Linked DNA regions of Rattus norvegicus: region 2 is linked to region 1. The links are chromatin contacts, called in public Hi-C maps. All regions are on one chromosome and are shown on one strand. The core of a region is the stretch at or near the end of the contact, and the rest is flanking DNA. Distances in the headings are between cores, read along the strand shown.

Region 1 (3,030 bases), core at 386-2,885:
CTACGTTTCCCAGACAGGTCTTGAACTCAGCATTCTGTAGCCCAGAGGCTTCAGCCTCCCAAGTAGGTCAGGTTAGGACTGGGTCACCAGGTCCAGCTTTCACATCAATTGATCCTGAATTGTCCTTTGTTTATTTTGTATGTGAAGGGTTGGGTGGGTACGTGTACCGGCCAGAGGGCGATTTTTATCCCACCCTTGGTGACCATTGTGTCGAGATCCCCCCCCCCCCACCGCTTCCTAGGTAAGTGCTCTACCACTGAGCTAAATCCCCAGCCCCGTGTTCCTTCTTTTAGTACCTTTAACTACCATTCTCATCTGCCTGGCCGTTCTCAGTCTCCACTCTAACACTCAGCGGAAACGTAGTTGTCTTATTCCCAGCTTTAAGTCGAAGGCGCTGAGGATGATGTGGTCTTGTTGATCCCGGAGAGCTGTGCCATTCGAAGTTAACGGGATCTCCTTCTCTCTGAGTTTGTTAGTTTTTCAAATCATGAACAGATGTTGATTTGTGCCGAATGCGTTCCTTCGCAGTTTGAGGTGATCACAAAGCTCCTTTCTTTCTCCTTCTATTCCTCCCTAGGACCCAGCCCTGTCCTGGAAGTGGGGGCCTTTCCTTTCTTGCCCCAGCCTCAGAGAGCAGGGGTGGAGCCCTCCCTACACCCAGTCTTCTCAGGTCAAACTGATGCCTTTGGGGATTTTCCAGGAGGAGCCTAAAAGAGGTCCACGACAGCATCATGTCGATGCATTCTTTTGCTTATAAAACATCCCCGTTTGTGTTTATCCGAGAACTTTGGGGGGGGGGGTCAGTAAAGCAAGGAAGTCATAATGAAAGTAACAAGGCGAAAACCCCATGCTGATTTGAATCTGTGTTTGCAGCAATCCTACCCAGCAAGCTGGAGTTGGTCTGCTTGGACAGGACAGAGAACACAGGCTCAGAGAGAGGGGAGATGCCTTTCTTTTTTTTTTTTTTTTTTTTTTTTTTTGGTTCTTTTTTTTCGGAGCCGGGGACCGAACCCAGGGCCTTGTGCTTCCTAGGTAAGCGCTCTACCACTGAGCTAAATCCCCAGCCCCAGGGAGATGCCTTTCTTGAGGGTGGTGCAAAGCCAGACCAGGCTCTACTTACAGAGGGGTGGGGGGATGGCGATGTAGCTCAGTTGCATGCTGGCCCAGCAGGCTGGGAAGCCTGGGTTCTAACCACACCGCGTACTGTTCTAGTTAGTGGTGCACAGCCGTAATGCCAGCACTGGGGAGGTGGAAGTAAGGCAACCAGAAGTTCAAAGGAGTCTTTTCAAATTGAGCTCACGGACAGCCTGGGCTACACGTAAAAAAGAAAACAACAAGGAGAAAAGAAACTCTGTTTGCTTCTCCTAACAGACATGTGAGACCCACATCCCTCTACTTCGCTCCTGTAGGTTCTTTCCCCTCCCTTGGAACCTCAGTGCTAAATGTCTCCAAGTCTGCTTCCTCCCTTCCCAACCTCTACAGTGGAAGGCCCCGAGACCCTTTGTCTCTGCTCCCAGACCTTGAAGTACTCTGAGGTGGATGAGATCCCGTCAGTGTTGTGAGTATTGGCAACGTGCGTGTGTGGAGGGGTAGGAGTCCGAAGTCCTCTCTGCTCGGTTTCTGCTGGCCTTGAGATGGGCAGGTCCTTCCTGCTGCCCGGTCTCCTCCTTTCACTGCCTCTGGTAACAGGGTGGACCACTCCCAAATGCCTGGTGACTGAAGGCTCCCAACTGCCCCTGGTCTCCCGCTATTTCACACTCTGCCACTACTCCAAGCTGTCCTTTCTTGCTGCATGCTTCCCTGTGAGCAACCTGACGCAGACCTTGGAAGCTGTGCCTCGGAATGTGGAGGGGCTCTGCCTCAGTGGTTCTGTGTCTACTCTGCTTCCGGATGCCTTCTCTGCTTTCCCTGGACTCAAGTTCCTGGGACTGAATCTGCACCTTACCCGACTCCTGCCAGGAGCTCTCCGGGGCCTGGGACAGTTACGGAACCTCTCTTTTGTTGACCAACCTTCTGGAAAGAACTCTCTCTTTCTACCTCCTGATGCCTTTGGTGACCTGATTTCCCTCCAGAGACTCCATTTCTGTGGCCCCTGTCTGAATAAGAAGGCAGGTGTCCGTCTACCTTCCAGTCTGCAATGGCTCTCTGTCACAATCAGTTGCCTTCAGGACTCAGGAGAGCTGGCTGGTATATTCCCAGATCTGGTGCAAAATTCCTCCTCCAGGGCTTCGTGGACCCTGAAGAAGTTGGATCTGTCATTAAACCAGAAGCTGAAGATGGCTACTCCTGGGTCCCTACAGGGTCTCCAGGTGGAGATTCTGGACCTGAGGAAAACACAACTGGATGCTGGGGCAGTGAAGGGCCTGGGACTTCAGAAACTCAATGTTTTGTATGCACCGACTGCCACGGCCGAGCTGGCTGCTGAGACTGCTGCCCACTTTGAGCTGCAGGGCCTGAATGTGGACAGAAGCAAGATAGGAAATATATCTCAGGAGGCCCTGGCTTCCTGCCATAGCCTGGAGACCTTGAGTCTGTCAGACACTGGACTGACTAAGCTGCCACCAGGCTTTCTGGCTGCCATGCCTAGGCTTCGGAGACTGAACCTGGCCGGAAACCAACTACAGAGCACCATGCTGTGTATGAATGAGACAGGAGACGTGTCAGGACTCTCAACTCTGGATCTGTCAGGCAATGGGTTGCGCATCCTGCCTCCAGCCACCTTCTCCTGTTTACCACACTTGCGAGAGCTGCTGCTTCAGGACAACCAGCTGCTTTCCCTGGAGGGGCACCCGTTCCAAGATCTACAGCAACTAGAGACCTTGAAGCTGGATAGGAACCCCCTGCTTAACCTGGGGAAGAACTGTTTGGCTGCTCTGCCTGCATTGACTACCCTTAGCCTGCTAGATACCCAAATATTGCACAGCCCAGATGCTGGCTTCTGGGGAGCAAGGAGTCTGCATACCTTACACCTGAGCTTGCCCCCTCTCTCTGCTCCGGCAGTATTGTCCCTGCCCATGTATCTGACCAGTT
Region 2 (3,176 bases), core at 159-2,658, 160 kb before region 1:
GAGCTGGCTGCCTCATACAGCGATAAGTCAGTGGTAGGGGCAGGTCTTGGCCCAAGAGGATCCCTTTTATGACTCCACTGTGAGAAGGCCAGTGTATGTGGACATGCCCATGAAAGAGGTATGGTAGGGGACTATGTGGGAGTGTTGAAGGCCCCACGTGCCAGCCAGAGAGCAAAGGCCTTCCTGAGGCTCGAGGCTGTATGTGTGCCAGGGAAGGGAGTGTGATGCAGAAAGCCGGGACAGAGAGGAGGACCCAGAAACGAAGGCAGAATGTGAACGCTAGGGTAAGGGCCGGGGACCCTGTCCCAGACAAACAGGGCCATAGTGGGGGTTGCTGAGCCAGGACCGGACAAGGGCAGGCCCCAGGGATGACATCATAGCTGAAGTCGGAGGATACTGAGGCTGAGGACTCACAGAGTAAGCTGGACAGTTGGCACATGTGGATGGACAGTGTCCGGAGGGGGTGGTTTGCTGGTCGAGAGGTTTGATGCATTTCTATGGAAGAATCTAAGTCCCTGGAGGGACCCATGTTAGTCAGCCAACCAACACACTCAAGCAGCAGCATCTGGCAAGCAGCACGCCTGAATCTTATGTGAATCTTATTTCTGTTGTCAGTGGCTAACTTTAGCGACTAGGAGCCTCCTCCGTCTGTCTGTAGTCCCCAGCTGTCTACTGAGCTTACATCAGACTCTGGGGAGGTGGCAGGGGTAAAACCCAGAGAGGTCTAGCTCTCATAGAGGGAGCCAAGAAAACAGCCACACTGTAGGGTGCCACAGGGAATTGGGGGAGTGGGAAACTGTGTTCAGACCAGCCACAGAGTCCAGAGAGGGATGCCGGTGGCCGTTGTAGGCCCTAGCTCTTATTTGGGGTCTACTGTCGACCACCACAGAAAGTGAGTGGGGGCTGGGGAGAGAGGTACTTGGCAGCAAAGGTCTAGCTGTGACCAGGCAAGGGCTCTGCTGGGACTGCCGTGGGGGTGTGGCAGGGGTAACTCCCTCACTGGGCCTGCTCTTGCAGAATCCACACAGGCGACAGACCCTACAAGTGCCCACATCCTGGCTGCGAAAAGGCTTTCACTCAACTCTCCAACCTCCAGGTGAGTGCCTGCCTGCCATCCCACGCCACCCCCACTCCCAGCTGCGGCCCCCATTCCAGGGGCCCGAGAAAGGGGTGGGAGGTGGGGTACAGTCAGCGCCTCACATCCCCTTGTCACGTTCTCTACAGTCTCACCAGCGTCAGCACAATAAGGACAAGCCCTACAAATGTCCCAACTGCTACCGGGCCTACTCAGACTCCGCCTCCCTCCAGATCCACCTCTCCGCCCATGCCATCAAGCACGCCAAGGCCTACTGCTGCAGCATGTGCGGGCGGGCCTACACCTCGGTGAGTCCTGCTGCCTGGCACCAAGTTCCAGAGCCTAGAGGCAGGGCTGTGGGCCTGGGATTCTCTTAGCCCAGGAGTGCAGAGTTCCTTCCTACTTGGTGCAGCTGCAGTCCCTGCCAAGTCCAGCAGGGGGCACAGTACCATCGTCAGAGACACCAATCCTTCAGGGAAAGGGGACCAGAGATGGTTCTTGGGTGGGAAAACCCTCCAGAGAGCCTTGGGTACTCGGGTAAGTCAGTTATGTGCACGCTTCTAGCCCTTTGGCTGTTCGGGCAACAGGCCACATAGCCAAGAGTGTTCACAGGTATTGTCCCCTCCTGCTATGGAGTGAGTGTTCACAGGCATTGTCCCCTCCTGCTATGGAGTGAGTGTTCACAGGCATTGTCCCCTCCTGCTATGGAGTGGCTACTTACAGGGCTGGCTGCTGGCTAACAGGGAGGTATCAACAGGCCAGTGACTTATTCTTTACTGTCCACTTGACACTGAGTCATGCACTAATGAGTCAGAGAACACAAGTCCGTCGGACTACTGACACAAGCAGGGATTAAATCCGTAACCGAGTGATCTTTTACTGGTAGGTAGCGGTTACTGTTTCAGAGCAGAACTGACTGCTCAGAACTGGCCCCAGAAACCCTGGGCAGGATGCCCCTCTGGGGCTGGACACTTCCTCATGTCTGGTAAGATGTTAAGCAACCTCTGTGTCTACCCACCGGATGCGGATAGCAAGCTCTCCTCTCGGAGATGAGATCACCAGAAATGTGCTGAGACTCTGGGTATGTCCCCTGGAGGGGACAGCCCCTTTTCAGTTGGGAACCAGTGTTTTGAAAGACAGTAAAGAGTCTGAGGAGACAAAGTTGGGGGACGGTCCAAATAAGGTCCTCTGAGGAAGGGACACATACTAACTTTCTGTCACGGTCTCAGACAGTTGATTTAGAAGATGAAGGGTTTGTTTTGGCTTCTGGATATCACGGTTTCATCCCGGGTCCTCGTGTTTGCTCATCATGCAGGTTGCTGACTGTCCTCAGCCCCTGCTCTCTGTAGCAAAATCCAAACATCCTATCATTTTGTTTGCAAAAAGCTTTCTGTCTCTAAGGGCCATGGCTCCTTTTAGAAACACACTCACGATATCTTTATAGCCCCTTTCCCAAAGGCCCTGTTGTCCAATACCCAGAGGGCGTGGGAATAGTCATTTGTCAATGCCGTGTTTTTATTTATAGAATTTTTATTTTTAAAGAGCAAGACCCAAGTAATATTCCTGTATTATCCTGTGTCTTAGTTAGGGCTTTATTGCTTCAAAGAGACACCATAACCACAGCAACAATCACAAAGGAGAACGGCTAACTGGGGCTGGCTTACAGTTCAGAGAGGTTCAGTCCGTTATCGTCATGGCGGGAAGCATGGTGGCACGCAGGCAGACATGGTGCTAGAGGAGGAGCTGAGAGTTCTGCATCTTAATCTGTAGGCAGCAGAAGTGAATGCCACACTAGGCCTAGCTTGAATATCTAAGACTTCAAAGCCCGCAGCCACAGTGACACACCTCCTCCAGCAAGGCCACGCCTCCTAATAGCGCCACTCCCTATGGGCCTAGCATTCATGCACTTGAGTCTATGGGGGCCATTCCTATTCAAACCATCACAGCCTGGGTCAGTGTCTTTTAGGGCACAGCCCCCCTTCATCCTTCCCTCCTTGCTTTGTACTCACTGGAGACCGATTTCCATCCTGGCTGTTGCTGGCTTATGCAGGCAGCACCTTGCCACATTCGTAGGCTCTCTCTCTGTCTCTGCCTGATGACC

The links. Hi-C and Micro-C count contacts between places; a contact is called where the count stands out from the background.
Region 2: a Hi-C map of the A7r5 cell line shows a contact between it and region 1, with 5 times the contacts expected there. The contact joins the enhancer-like site here to the promoter of Tlr12 in region 1. A contact is called at or near these places in 7 of 12 Hi-C or Micro-C datasets (the A7r5 cell line, Schwann cells, frontal cortex and 2 more) and 1 of 1 datasets of contacts at active chromatin or transcription factors (oligodendrocytes).

The regions. Positions count from the first base shown.
Region 1 is chr5:146,247,169-146,250,198 of GRCr8, reverse strand. Tlr12 (toll-like receptor 12) reads left to right here and starts at 1,635. Exons shown (of 1, transcript NM_001108682.1): 1 at 1,635-3,030. The coding sequence starts at 1,635.
Region 2 is chr5:146,405,768-146,408,943 of GRCr8, reverse strand. Zfp362 (zinc finger protein 362) reads left to right here. Exons shown (of 8, transcript NM_001191612.1): 6 at 1,018-1,096; 7 at 1,225-1,383. Among named protein-coding and RNA genes, the nearest start is that of Zfp362, 19 kb to the left of the region's middle. Within about 2 kb of position 1,408, at least 38 of the 93 cell types and tissues checked have an H3K27ac peak or open chromatin away from gene starts, as enhancers often do. A contact at or near this core is called in the A7r5 cell line, Schwann cells and kidney, where this site is marked.